2 separate regions of the Mus musculus genome follow, and region 1 is linked to region 2. The links are chromatin contacts, called in public Hi-C maps. All regions are on one chromosome and are shown on one strand. The core of a region is the stretch at or near the end of the contact, and the rest is flanking DNA. Distances in the headings are between cores, read along the strand shown. Region 1 overlaps Zfp469 (zinc finger protein 469). Region 2 overlaps Banp (BTG3 associated nuclear protein).

What was found. A called contact is a pair of places that touch in the nucleus more often than the background predicts.
Region 1: a contact with region 2 is called in a Hi-C map of bone marrow-derived macrophages, with 34 read pairs. The contact joins two enhancer-like sites. A contact is called at or near these places in 2 of 39 promoter capture datasets (cranial neural crest and liver), 1 of 15 datasets of contacts at CTCF or cohesin (pro-B cells), 5 of 484 Hi-C or Micro-C datasets (B cells, bone marrow-derived macrophages, cerebral cortex and 2 more), 7 of 115 datasets of contacts at active chromatin or transcription factors (bone marrow-derived macrophages, embryonic forebrain, embryonic midbrain and 3 more) and 2 of 9 other capture datasets (adipose tissue and embryonic stem cells).

What each region holds. Positions count from the first base shown.
Region 1 is chr8:122,266,380-122,272,571 of GRCm38.p6, forward strand. Zfp469 (zinc finger protein 469) reads left to right here. Exons shown (of 3, transcript NM_001362883.1): 3 at 1-6,192. The coding sequence ends at 4,985. Among named protein-coding and RNA genes, the nearest start is that of Zfpm1, 13 kb to the right of the region's middle. Within about 2 kb of position 3,237, at least 50 of the 459 cell types and tissues checked have an H3K27ac peak or open chromatin away from gene starts, as enhancers often do. A contact at or near this core is called in bone marrow-derived macrophages and cerebral cortex, where this site is marked.
Region 2 is chr8:122,004,160-122,010,121 of GRCm38.p6, forward strand. Banp (BTG3 associated nuclear protein) reads left to right here. Exons shown (of 14, transcript NM_016812.4): 9 at 1,393-1,523; 10 at 2,932-3,003; 11 at 3,594-3,632. Among named protein-coding and RNA genes, the nearest start is that of Mir7237, 29 kb to the left of the region's middle. Within about 2 kb of position 3,727, at least 56 of the 459 cell types and tissues checked have an H3K27ac peak or open chromatin away from gene starts, as enhancers often do. A contact at or near this core is called in bone marrow-derived macrophages and cerebral cortex, where this site is marked.

The DNA.
Region 1 (6,192 bases), core at 1,987-4,486, 260 kb after region 2:
GGCTATCTCCTGCCCATTCCTCCGCTCCTCCCCTAGGGGATCCCAGCTCCCCTAAAATGACCATCGAAGCTGCCCCTCTGACCAGCATTGCCCCCAAAGATGGCCTAGATTCAGGTGAGACACTTGAGGTGCCAGCCCCCCACTGCATGGGAGCCCCATCCCTCAGCAACCCAGAAAGGACATACTCCAAGGGCCCTTCCTTAGGGCCTGTGAGCAGCACTCCTTGCCCTGGCCACGGGGAAGGCCGCGGCATTATAGCTGTGCCCACAGACCTTGCCACACTGGAGACTACAGGGCCAGACTCTCAAATCTGCCAAGAAGATGGGGCAGACGTCAGCATCAAGGAACAGGACAACCCAGAAACACCTGGGACAAGACACTGCAATGTGACAAAGGTAGCCAGAGCCAATGCCCGAGGCATGCCCACAGGGCTCCACTTGACCCTAGAAACTCCTCTGAGCGGCACATCCAGCGACTCCAGGTCTGACTCTCCTCAGTACCACATCAGTATCTCCCATCGCCCTCCCCAGAAGAACTTCTCCGACCCCCAAGACCATAAACGGAGGCCCCGTGGACTGAACAAAAAGCCAGAGCATGCAGAGCAGACCCCAGCTGAGCTACCCGAGACCTGCCAGCTCTGCTCAGCCTCCTTCCGCTCCAAAGCGGGCTTAAGCCGGCACAAAGCCAGGAAGCACCGGCCACAAAGGGAACCTAGATCCCTGCTGAGCCCCATGCCTGTGCCTGCTTGCCAGCCTTCAGATCCCATGACCAAAGCATGCCAGACTCCTGGGAAGAAAAGCCACAAGGTGTCTGAGAAGGGAAGACCGAGTCGCCCGGCCCTGGGGGCTGGCCGCTCTTCTGGACCACCTCCCCTCCAGGACACCATGGGTCCTGAGATACTAAAAAGGACTAGTGAGAAATCTGAGGGAGCTGGGACACTAGACACTCCCCTCAGCCAGCACCCACCCACCCTAGGCCTCAGTGAGCAAGGAGAGAGTGCAGAGGTTCCTGCCTCAAAACCAAGGAGAGCAGACAGATGGGGAACAAACCAGCTCCATCCTGACCAGACAGAAGTGAGGGGCAAGAGGCAAGGTGGACAGCCTGCCGATTCCCCCAGCCACCCAGAGAGGAAACCTAACAGGAAAGGGGTAAAGCTGAGGGCAAGGAGGCAGAAGCATGGTCCCGGAGGCACTACCCACGTGACTTCAGACCTACCAACCGCCTGTGGCCATCCTCTCATCCCCCTGAGCCTCTCGCCTGAGGGAGGATGCAGGCCAGCTGTCAGGCCTCCACCTCCATCCTCCACAGGAGGACCCAGAGCACTGGAAGATGCTGAAGACGTTGGTCCAGGGGCCCTGTGTACAGAGGAGGTACCAGCACAGAAGGCCCCCCAAGAGCATCCGGTCTGTCAAGGGACGATAGAGAAGGAGCATCCGGTGGAACAGAAGGCCACCTGGACACAGTGGTTCTGGGGACCAGAAGAGGCCACGGCATCGGACATTAGTGGAGAACCTTCACGGGCTATTGAGAGCCAGCCTACAGAGGACCACACAGGAGTCAAAGGCAGGTCCGATGAGGGCACTGGGAAAGGGACACCTGACTTACCTGACAGGACACACAGTTCTGAAGTGGACAACACCATCAGTAGCTACCCCCAGGGACCTATCAAAGACCCGGAAACCCAGAATGAAGTCCACGGGTCGGATGGCGCCCCCAGCCCAGAGCAAAGGGACCCTCCAGACTTGTTCGATGATGACATCTCCTTCTCTCGGCTCTTCCCCCTGGATGGCCGCCTCACTCAGAAGAACCTACGAGTCTATGGGAAGCGCTGCCAAAGGCCAAAGTGCCCATCACCGAAGGAGCCCATCGCTGAGGTGATAAACAGTGTCTCACTCGGCTCCACGCGCCTGCCTACCGATCTCAGTGACTCGGGCTCTCTCTGCCTGTCCCGAGAGGAAGAGGATGTGTGGGATGATGAAGTCATGAGTTTGCCCGAGTCCCTCCTCCTCGATGGCCTTCTAAGCAATAAGACACCTGGCCTTGACCCATGGACCCCCAGCCTCAGCCTGTGGGCCCTGGAATCCGACAGGCAAACCAGCTGCGTGGAGGAGAAGCCTTCCTGCTTGATGGAGAACCAAGATGAATGGTCAGAGCCCATCCCGCAGCTGCACATGGTCCCAGCAGCCTGGCGGGACCTGGAACACTGTAGCCCAGCCTGTGAGACAGCCTCTTCTGTTGGAGACATGAGCCCGGAACCCCCTAACCTAGAAAGGGAACATGACAACAGGCCTCCTGGAAATGCCAGCCTGCCCCCACTTTACGTTAAGGACTTTGAGGCTCTCAGCACCCAGCTGGAGATACAAGACCTGTGCTTTCTGAGACCCTGTAGTGACCTTGTTGAACTCTCTAACCCAGGCGCCCTAGACTTCCAGGTCACAGCAAATTCACAAGGCCCTCCAGACAAAAGAATGGAGGGAACTGCCCGGGCCAGACGAGCCAAAGGCAGAGACCTGCGGGTGAAGGGCAAGAGGGCCTCCTACAAGTGCAGGGTGTGCTTCCAGCGGTTCCATAGCCTGGGCGAGCTGGATCTCCATAAGCTGTCGCACAGCCCCTCGCCGCCCCCAACTTGCTACCTGTGCGTGGAGCGCAGATTCAGTTCCCGGGAGCTTCTACGGGAGCACTTGTGGGAGAAGCACGTGCAGGGCAAAGCAGGGCCGTGGGCCTGTGGCATGTGCCTGAAGGAGGTGGCTGATGTCTGGATGTACAACCAGCACCTTCGGGAGCACGCAGCCCGCTTTGCCCGAAATGGCCAGGCGCGGCGAGCCTTAGGAGACCTGCCCGGGTGCTTGGAAGGGGAAAGCGCCCTCACGCACTTCCTGAACACCATTGTGGAGCGAGCATCCAAACCCCAGAGGACCAAGCGCTCGATCGGCAAAGACAGTAGGGAGCCATCAGAGCAGGAAGGAGACGCTGGAAAGAAAACCCCAAGAAGGATGAAGCGCAAGGCACGTGCCTCGGTCACCCCCAGCCAAGATGGCGCCGAAGGAGGCAGCCTATCCGTTCTGACCAGCAGTTCTGCCACCTGCTCTGACTCTGCCAAGACGCCCCCCGCCCCGTCCCCAGACCCTTGGTCCCACGGCGAGTCCCCGCTCCAAGCTGTACCAGTGCACGAGGACTGCAAGGACCCCTCCCGTGACTGCCACCACTGTGGGAAGCAGTTCCCCAAGCCCTTCAAGCTGCAGCGCCACCTGGCGGTGCACAGCCCACAGCGCGTCTACCTGTGTCCCCGGTGCCCGCAGGTCTACCCTGAGCCCTGGGAGCTGAAGGTACACCTGGGCCTGACCCACGGGGTGACAGAGGAGAAGGAGCTCCCACACGTGCCTCTCTATGCCTGTGAGCTCTGCGCCAATGTCATGCACGTCATCAGGAGGTCCTTTGTCTGCAGCTCCTGCAACTACACCTTTGCAAAGAAGGAGCAATTCGACAGGCACATGGGCAAGCACCTGAGTTGCGACCTGCAGCCCTTCACACTCCGGAGTGTTAAGCGGCCAGGGGTTCCTAGGAGGAAGACCCGTGTCTCCCAGGATGTGCTACCCAGCAAGCAGAACAGGCTGATGGCGCCCTTCAGTCCCCCTGAGCTCAGCACTGACAGAATCCCCTCCACAACCAGCCCTACACCAAGTGAGGTGTCCCTTCCTGCACTGCCCCTAGCGCCTAGCCTCATCCTGGACCAGCCCAGTTCTCAAGAGAACCCTGTGGACCAGGCAGACCACTCACCCAGGGGGAACAACCTACCACTGAGTGGCCAGGATCTTCCACCTCCGTCTCTGTCTCCTTTCTCAGCTGCCTCAGCTGAAGGTACAGGCGGCTGCTGCAAGCTGAACAGAACCCTGGAGAAACCAGAACACGAGGCTTCCTTGGGAAGCCTTGAGCCATGTAAATGGCAGGCTCTGGTAGGGGAAAAGAGGGCCCTTCACCTGTTCCCAGGAAAACACAAGAGTCCAGGCAACGGAGACAAGTGTGCCCCTGGGTGTTCCCCAGGGCACCCCTCTCAGCTCCAGGAGAGGCTAGTGACCACACACCACATGGCACCTGAGGGGAGAATAGAGGGTCCCTCCCAGAAGGGCAATGCCACCAAACCAGGAGCCTACTCAAGTACCTCCCATCACAGAGCAGCAGAGCCCACCAAAAAAGCACTGAAGCCACCAGCACCACCCCGAAAACCAGGAGGGATGGGGATCCCAGCCGCAGAGCTGGTCTTGAGTCCTGAGGACAGGGTAAAGCCCAACACTTCTAAAGGTAAACTGCGAGGCACCCCTCAGAGCAGTGGAGGGCTCCAGCCTGGCACTCAGACAGGGGGTGGCAGCCAGCCCCAGCCAACCAGTGGGCAGCTCCAAAGTGAGATGGCCTCCACCCCTACTGAGCCCAGCTGTCCTAGCTGGGCGAGCTCCACCCCGGACCAGCCCCCACCTCGAGCCCACACCAAGGGTAGCACCAGAGGGCCTGGGGACGCTGTTCATCAGGGGGTCCAAGTGCATTCAAGTCCCAGGGAGAAAAGAGAAAGCCATGGAAGACAAAGGAAGGGCCAGGCCCTGGGACTGGGCAGACATGGAAGCGTGGGAAACACTGGGAAAGCCCCCTTGGCCCCCGACAAGTCATCCAGGGCCCCCCGAAAGCAAGCAACTCCCAGCCGAGTTCCCCCTGTCAAGTCGAGACCCAGTGGCCAGAGCAGCAGGGCAAGGCCACAGCCATCAGCACAGCGGAAAGGGGATCCAGGCCACACTTCAGAAAAGGGCTCTTTGCCCCAGGCAAGAGCCCTGTCCAGGCCCTACAAAAGGGTCAGAGCTCTCCATGTCAGTGGTGTTGCGCCTATGGAGCCCCGAGACCGCCGGACTGCAGAAGCCCAGAGCGACCTCCTCAGTCAGCTGTTTGGGCAGAAGCTGACCAGCTTCAGAATCCCTCTGAAGAAGGACAGTTCCCAGTGACCCAAAAGAGAGGATGCGTGGGTGCCCGGCTGATGGGCTTCTGTCTGGCCTCCAGCATTGGAGACAGCTCCCTGGTAGACCCACTGCCTGTTTCTCTGCACCTGAGTTTCCAGATTCGAGGCCTGAGAACAGGGCTTTGGCTGGAAGGCTGGGAAGGACCGGTCTCTACCGCCCAGGGATCACCTGCTTCCCTAGTGTCAAGTACTTGAAGAGAGCAGGTTGCATCCCATCACCGCCACCACACCCTGTTGGCCAGGTGTCTCGTGCTGTAAAGCTTGTGTTTGAGGGTTTGCACAGGGTTCCCCGTCTCTTAGCAGGGAAGCACACAGTGGCAGCTGCCTTTTCTGCTGCCATTGTTAAAATTCCAAAGTGTCATGGGAGAGGGCCATGCTGTCTACTTGGGCCATTTCTGAGCCACCTGGTCTTTGACAGCATGACAGGACCACCCTCCCCCACCCGCAACCACAAAATCGCGCTGGCCTCCAGCTGCACTGCTGATCTCTGCAGCACCTTGTCCCCACCCCACCCCACCCCCCACCCCTGGAACTGGGTTCCTATAGGGAATGCAAGAAGGCCCTTCATGGCCAGCATCCTGTGGGTCCCTCAGCCCTACGGCCCCTTCCTAGTGCCTTCTTTCCCCATGGGGCTCCAACTCTAGGTCCCAGAAAGCCTGGTCCAAAGGCTCTGGTGCTACTCCCGTGCTGTAATGTGAATACAGGCTCCCTGGTCTTCTTTGAACCACGGGATGATTAGAGTGGGGAGACCTAGCCAGAGAGGCTGCAGCCCAGGACTCAAGAGAGAGCCTCATCCACCGGTCTCCCCAGTTGAGCTCCAGCCCAGGGTCCCAGCAGTGAAGGGACCCCCCAGGCTGGGCTGTGGGTCTGGTCTGTGCACTGGCACAAGCCTGCCAACTGCACACCTGCCTGATATAGCGTTGTGTATCAAAGTGGGCAGAGGGAGAGGTTTCCCATTCCTCCTAGGAGTCTTAGAGATTCCTGCCTTACTTTGTTGTGTAGTTTGTTGGCTTTTTGGGGTTTTCTTGTTTTTTGTATTTTTGTTCTTGTTTTTGTTTTTTAGCTTTGGTGCAATGTGAGTGTCAAAAGGTTTTATTTTGACATTTTAAACAAGACCAAATCAGGCCCAAACTGCCTCCATAGAAGGTGCTGGGGTCTTTCAGAATGCCTCCTTCCAATGGATAAAGACGTGG
Region 2 (5,962 bases), core at 2,477-4,976:
GCAGGTAGGCACTTGCTTTCAGAAGAGGTCCTGGGCTTGGGGATGTCCTTGCCCCTCAGCACCCTTGGGTGTTGTGAAAGTGCACTGCTTTGTCAGCTGAGGAGGAGACATTCTGTGTCTGTCCTAACATGCCACATTTGTGGCAGAGTTCTGATTAAGCGGAGTGGTGACTAGGCCAAGGGACTTCTGGGATCTTTGTCCTTGTTCTGTTTGCATTGTTGTTGTCATAGCAACGCTAGTCTGGTATTCAAGACTATTTGGTGATGGTAAAATGTAATTAAGCCAGCATTCTGTTAATTTGGAATTGGTATTGATTCCAGCTGGGTCACCTTGTTACCTTAGAATTGTTAGCAGAGACAAGGAGACACCGCACAATACTACAAATGACTTCCTTTTTTTTCTTTACAAATATTTACAAGTTTCATCTTGTATTCCATTTTATTTACTTCATATGTGTCTTTTCACATGCATGCCCCTGTGCTGTGTGTCGGTTCCTGGTAGTGAGGATGTGTGTGGTATGGACATGAGTGGAGCTCAAGAACATCTTTCGAGAGTAGCGCTCGCTCTTCCTTTTTCTGTGGTTTCTGGGGATGAGACTCGGGCTGGCAGGCTTGGTGGCAAGTGTGTTCACCTATTCAGATATCTCACTGTATATTTCTTCTTCATACAAAATGGTAATTACTTTCTCAGGGTTCAGGGCGTTACACTGTTTGCCCAACATGTTTGTTCTCATCAATTATTACAACTCTCTGCCACAGAAGTGCATAGTATACATTGAAAATTTAAAAAGAAATTACAAACAATTTTTTTGTTTCAGAAAATTCTGCTTGTGATGACATTACAGTTAGAGGCTGAAGTGTCTAGCATGCTGCGGCCTTAGGCCCAATCCCCAGTACTGGGGGAAAATCTTTATAGTTAGTATTACAGTTAAAATTAATATAACTTATATCAAACCGAATGTCCCTTACTTTGATTAAACTTAGGAAATAAACTGTGCTGCAGATGCATCTTTGAGTTAATTTTGTCTTGGAGAAATGCCACATAGTGCAACTCTAGAGCAGGGTTGGTCCTAGCAGAGCCCTGTGGGTCATTTCTGTGGACAGACCTCAAGCCCTGCAGTAGTTCAGCAGTTTGTCTAGGTGTTTGCAGGAGAAACACTTAGTCACAACGGTGTCACTGAATCTTAAATCTCTGTCACAAATCTCAGTTCCCCTGACTTGCAGTTGACAACTCTGCAGAGGAGAGATGCGCTCACCTGAAACTGGGAGCCAGGTGCCTTTCCTCTTCTGTAGAAATTGAGGTGGGGAAGACGTGAAGGTGCCAAGATGACAGGTGTCATTCACTCTGTGTGTGGGACCTGAGGGATTCTGACACTTGTCCTGTGTTCCACAGAGACCATGATGGGAACCCCTCCTCCCACCAGTGAGCTACAGCAGTCACAGCCACAGGCCCTACACTACGCCCTGGCCAACGCCCAGCAGGTCCAGATCCACCAGATTGGGGAGGATGGACAGGTGCAAGTAGTACGTATCCCGTTACTCCATGGCGGGGGGGGGGGGGTGCTGTGTTCTGAGGCGTAGACAGTGCAGAGGCCAAGCAGTCTTGCACCCTCTGAGCAGACAGCGGGAAGCCGCACCTCAGAAGCTGCTCAAGAGCGGGACTTGGGGGCGGCACTGGGGAGCTGGAGCTTTTAGTCCACCGTGCTGTGGGGCTGTTTTAAAGGCAACAGAGCGACTCTGAGTGGTGGCTCTCTTGGGCTTGTTGATTGTGTGACTGACTCGACCCCAGCAGGTATTCATCTGGCTAGGGGCAGCTCTGAGAGCAAGCCATGGGCCGCCTTGGCACAGGTTCCCGTGAGCGGTGAAGCTGAGCGGTGAAGCGGAAGCGGCCCGGCCCCGCCCCTGGAATAGGCTCTTTGCTATAAGATCTGTTTGGGCCAAGATAGGATTTAAAAAATAGGGGCTGGTGAGATGGCTCAGTGGGTAAGAGCACCCGACTGCTCTTCCGAAGGTCCGGAGTTCAAATCCCAGCAACCACATGGTGGCTCACAACCATCTGTAACAAGATCTGACGCCCTCTTCTGGAGTGTCTGAAGATAGCTACAGTGTACTTACATATAATAAATAAATAAATCTTTAAAAAAAAGCAACTTAAAGGTTATGTTAAAAAAAAAAGGATTTAAAAAATAAAAAGATTTATTTTTATTTTTAGTAGTGTATAGGGTTTGTGCATGTGAATGCATGTGTTCACAGAGGCCAGAAGAGGGCTTTAGATCTTCCGGAGCTGGAGTTATGTGGGGTATTGTGAGCTGCCCAACGTGGGTGCTGGGAATTGAGCTCAGGGCTTCTACAAGAACAAGTGTTCTTAATCTCTCCTGCCCCAGATTGGATTTTGATAGGAGTCGGAGCCTCAGGCTTCTGTGCAGACACATTTGTCAGTTGTTTCCGTGAGCGAGCTAGCTTCCTTCCTTCCTTCCTTCCTTCCTTCCTTCCTTCCTTCCTTCCTTCCTTTCTTTCTTATTGGCTATTTTCTTTATTTACATTTCAAATGTCTTCCCATTTCCAGGTCTCCCCTTCGAACTCCCCCTATTCCCTCCCCTCTCCCTGGCCCCCGTGAGTTGTTTAAATGTGAGTTTACCATCTGCCCACTTGAGTGCAGTGCACAACTAACTCCTCCCATCTGCCACCCGTAGCTGCACAGTTGGTAAATCCTGTGATGAGCAGTTACATGATTTACCATTGTGGAGGCTGTAGCCGGAGCTCAGTGTGTGCACACTTCTCACCGCCGCCCAGGCTGTGGAACCAAAGCTCCTTGCTCCCCAGCAGTTTCTGAGGTGCCGGAAGCAGCCAGGCAGGGAGGTGGCAGAGGGCTCTTGCTGTTCCCTTCAGTTTGTTTTCCTCTGATGCTTCTTGGTGTCTTCTCTTGTTGTGGATCCCACAGGGCCACCTCCACATTGCCCAGGTGCCTCAAGGGGAGCAGGTGCAGATCACACAGGACAGCGAGGTGAGTCAGGGGTCCTGTCATGGTCCCAGGGCCATACAGTCCTGCACTCTGTGTGGAACCAGTGGCATTCTGGCAGAGCCTGGGATGCTCTCTAGGAGAGACTGCCTGGTGCGGGGGTGGGGTGGGGGATGACTGGGACGCTTTTCTGGTGTCCTTTACAGTTGACGATGGTGTGCAATGAGCTCTGTGGAGAGGCACTGCACACTCAGAGGGTCCTCTGGTCCCAGCAGCGGGAGCAGCTCCCTAGCTATTATGACTCAAGCAGACAGTGCTCTGATAATATATTCTTGCTATGGGGACACGGCTCTGCTATGGGCCATCTGGGCTACTGTGCACACACCTTGTGAATCTACAGTTGTTTAAAAGAAAAAAAAAGGTGTCCTCATTCATGGGTCAGAGTTGATCATTCGTGGGTTTAACGTTTTATGATTTTAATATAAGAGAAAAAGCTAGAGATTCAGCTTATACTACTTGTTTTGCTTCTGTGGGTTTTATTGCTAAAAGGGGTTGAATTTTTATACTTAGTGGTTTCCTGGTTATTTCTGAATCGTGTAGGGAAGTTCTCACTGTTCCCTTTTTGCACTGTACAGGGCAATCTGCAGATCCATCATGTGGGTCAGGATGGCCAGGTAAGTGCTCACCCTTCCCACGCACTCCTTCTCACTGTGGCCTGCATACAGGCTGTACTCCTCAGCACGGGGCACTGCTGTCGGGTGGGGTGGGGTTGCCTCCAGCGAGGGAGCGGAGCTGAGCTGGGCTGTCCGGGATGTGTACAGCAGGGCTCTGTCCTGCGCTTGTCCTTCCTGGGCGCTCACATTGGGTTTTGCACTGGAGAAGAAACTCCCCCCTAGTTTCTGCAATGCTCCCTGAAAATCTGACGGACGAGGTAGGCTTGGTTAAATTTAAGCACTTCCTGTTCTCCCGAGAGAGGAGAGCAGGTCTCTGTTGTATATACTCGGAGGACTCATGTGCTTACTAAAGTGCCCCAGGCAATGGGTCCCCAGCAGGATGTGCCACTGGCAGGGAGGGAAGCTGGTGCTGGCAGTGGGGGTTTGTTTGCACTGTGTGGCCTTTAAGGAGTTTTTGTGAAGATTGGTTTTAGTTCTGAGTTCTGAGTAGTCAGGACAGGCTTCTGTTAGTGCAATGTGGCTTTCACTGTGAAGACACACAGAACTCACTCACCACACAGGAGGTTCCGCTCCTTGTTTTCCAAAACTAGCACTGCCTGTGCTGGAAGACCCATGCGGCTTCCTCGTGCTCCCGCCTTGGAAAGAGAAGAAAAGAAGTCCCAGGCATTTCTGCAGAGCTTGAGCAGTTAGGAACAAGTAGCAGAGGTTGGTTCTCTTGGAGGTCTCTTGCTGTCAGCTGGGACAGCAGAGGCCCGGCCAGGCTTGCAGTTGGCTCCCCTCTCTGCCTTTGAGGATGTGGTTTGGCTTTGGTTGTCGGTGTTCCCCATGGGCAGGCTGTACCTTTCTGTGGCTGAGGAAAGTGAAACCCTCCTCAGGTCCCCACTGTTTGTGTTGTGAAGAGAGTTCCACCTGGAGTGGGAAATAAACACAGTGGGCTTTTCCTTGTCCCTGACCACTTAACATGAGGGCAGAGATCCCAAGGTCAAATTCCAAGCATGGCAGCTCATGGCATGGCCACAGACATCCAGTCATGGACAGTGAGGCTGTGAAAGAGCCATTGCCTCAGCTCCAGGTAGTGACACCTCTGGTTCTGCCCCTGCCTCCAGTGTCTCAGAAGCCTGTCCCTGCTGCCCGCTCAGCTCCAAGCAGCCTCCCTACAAGAAGCTGCCATGTTGGTCACTTGTCACACTGAGAAGTAACTTGTCCATCTTTAATTCTTTGTGCATATTTTGTTTCTGTCCCCTGCTTCCCAGTGTCACTGTATCTGGGACCGAATATCAAAGGGCACTCACTGCTGCCCCCTTCTCTCCCAGTGGCAGCTTGCCTTCGGATGGCCATGTGCAGCAAGCGCTCAAGAAGAGCTGCTTCCTGCTGGGCCGTTAGCTGGTTGTCCTAGCTTTCCACTTGCGGAGATTCTGCCTTCATTTTGTCATCTGTCTGTTCAGTCACCTGACTCAGAATGGCTTCACTTATGGTGCAAAAGGCACAAATGCTCCACTTACCTTGATGTCCTCAGTGGAGCTAAAGAGCCCAGACCTGTGCTGGGACAGTCAGCTCTGTCACCTCTCCTCTTCCTAGGTCCACAAGAGGATTGTGCCTGTTGGTCTTGGATTCTTTAGCTGCGCTGGTCTCAGGTCTTCCAGCATCTTCGTGGGAATGCTGGGCTGTTTTCCTGAAGACTGACTGCAGGCACTGGCTGGAGATGTATGGGGAAGGTGTTGATTAGGACGCTGTCCTCAGTTGTAAAAGCTTGGGAAGACATCTATGTGGGAAGGTGGTGGGGCTTGCTGCATCAAGGCTGCAGCAGGGTGACAGGGGCAGCTGTGTCCCCAGAGGGAGGCTGTCTGCCACAGGAGGACTTGGGCACCAGAGATTCAGGGTTAATGAGGTTAGAGCCATCTGAGCTTGGGCTGTCAGGTGCACAGCTACTCCCGGTGTAGATAGCTGCTGTGGACAAGTGTGGTCAGAAGGGGCCATTGGGTAATGGGAACGTTTGCAGCTTCAGTGGTTGTTCTCAGTGAGTGGTGTGGGAGTGGGTGGGCTACGTGCTCTCCACCTCTGCTCCTTGTATGCTCTAGCCAGCTCTAGAGGGGCTCTGCTTGCTCTTGGCCATTCTAGCCCTAAGGGTCACTGCTGTCTGCCAGTTGTTGTCCCACTTCAGGTTTCCAGGCCTTTGCTGCAATGGCCAGTACTCAGTATCTCTGTACTCTGTACACAGCACTCAGTATCTCTGGATTCTGTACACAGTACTCAGTATCTCTGTACTCTGTACACAGCACTCAGTATCTCTGGATTCTGTACACAGTACTCAGTATCTCTGTACTCTGTAC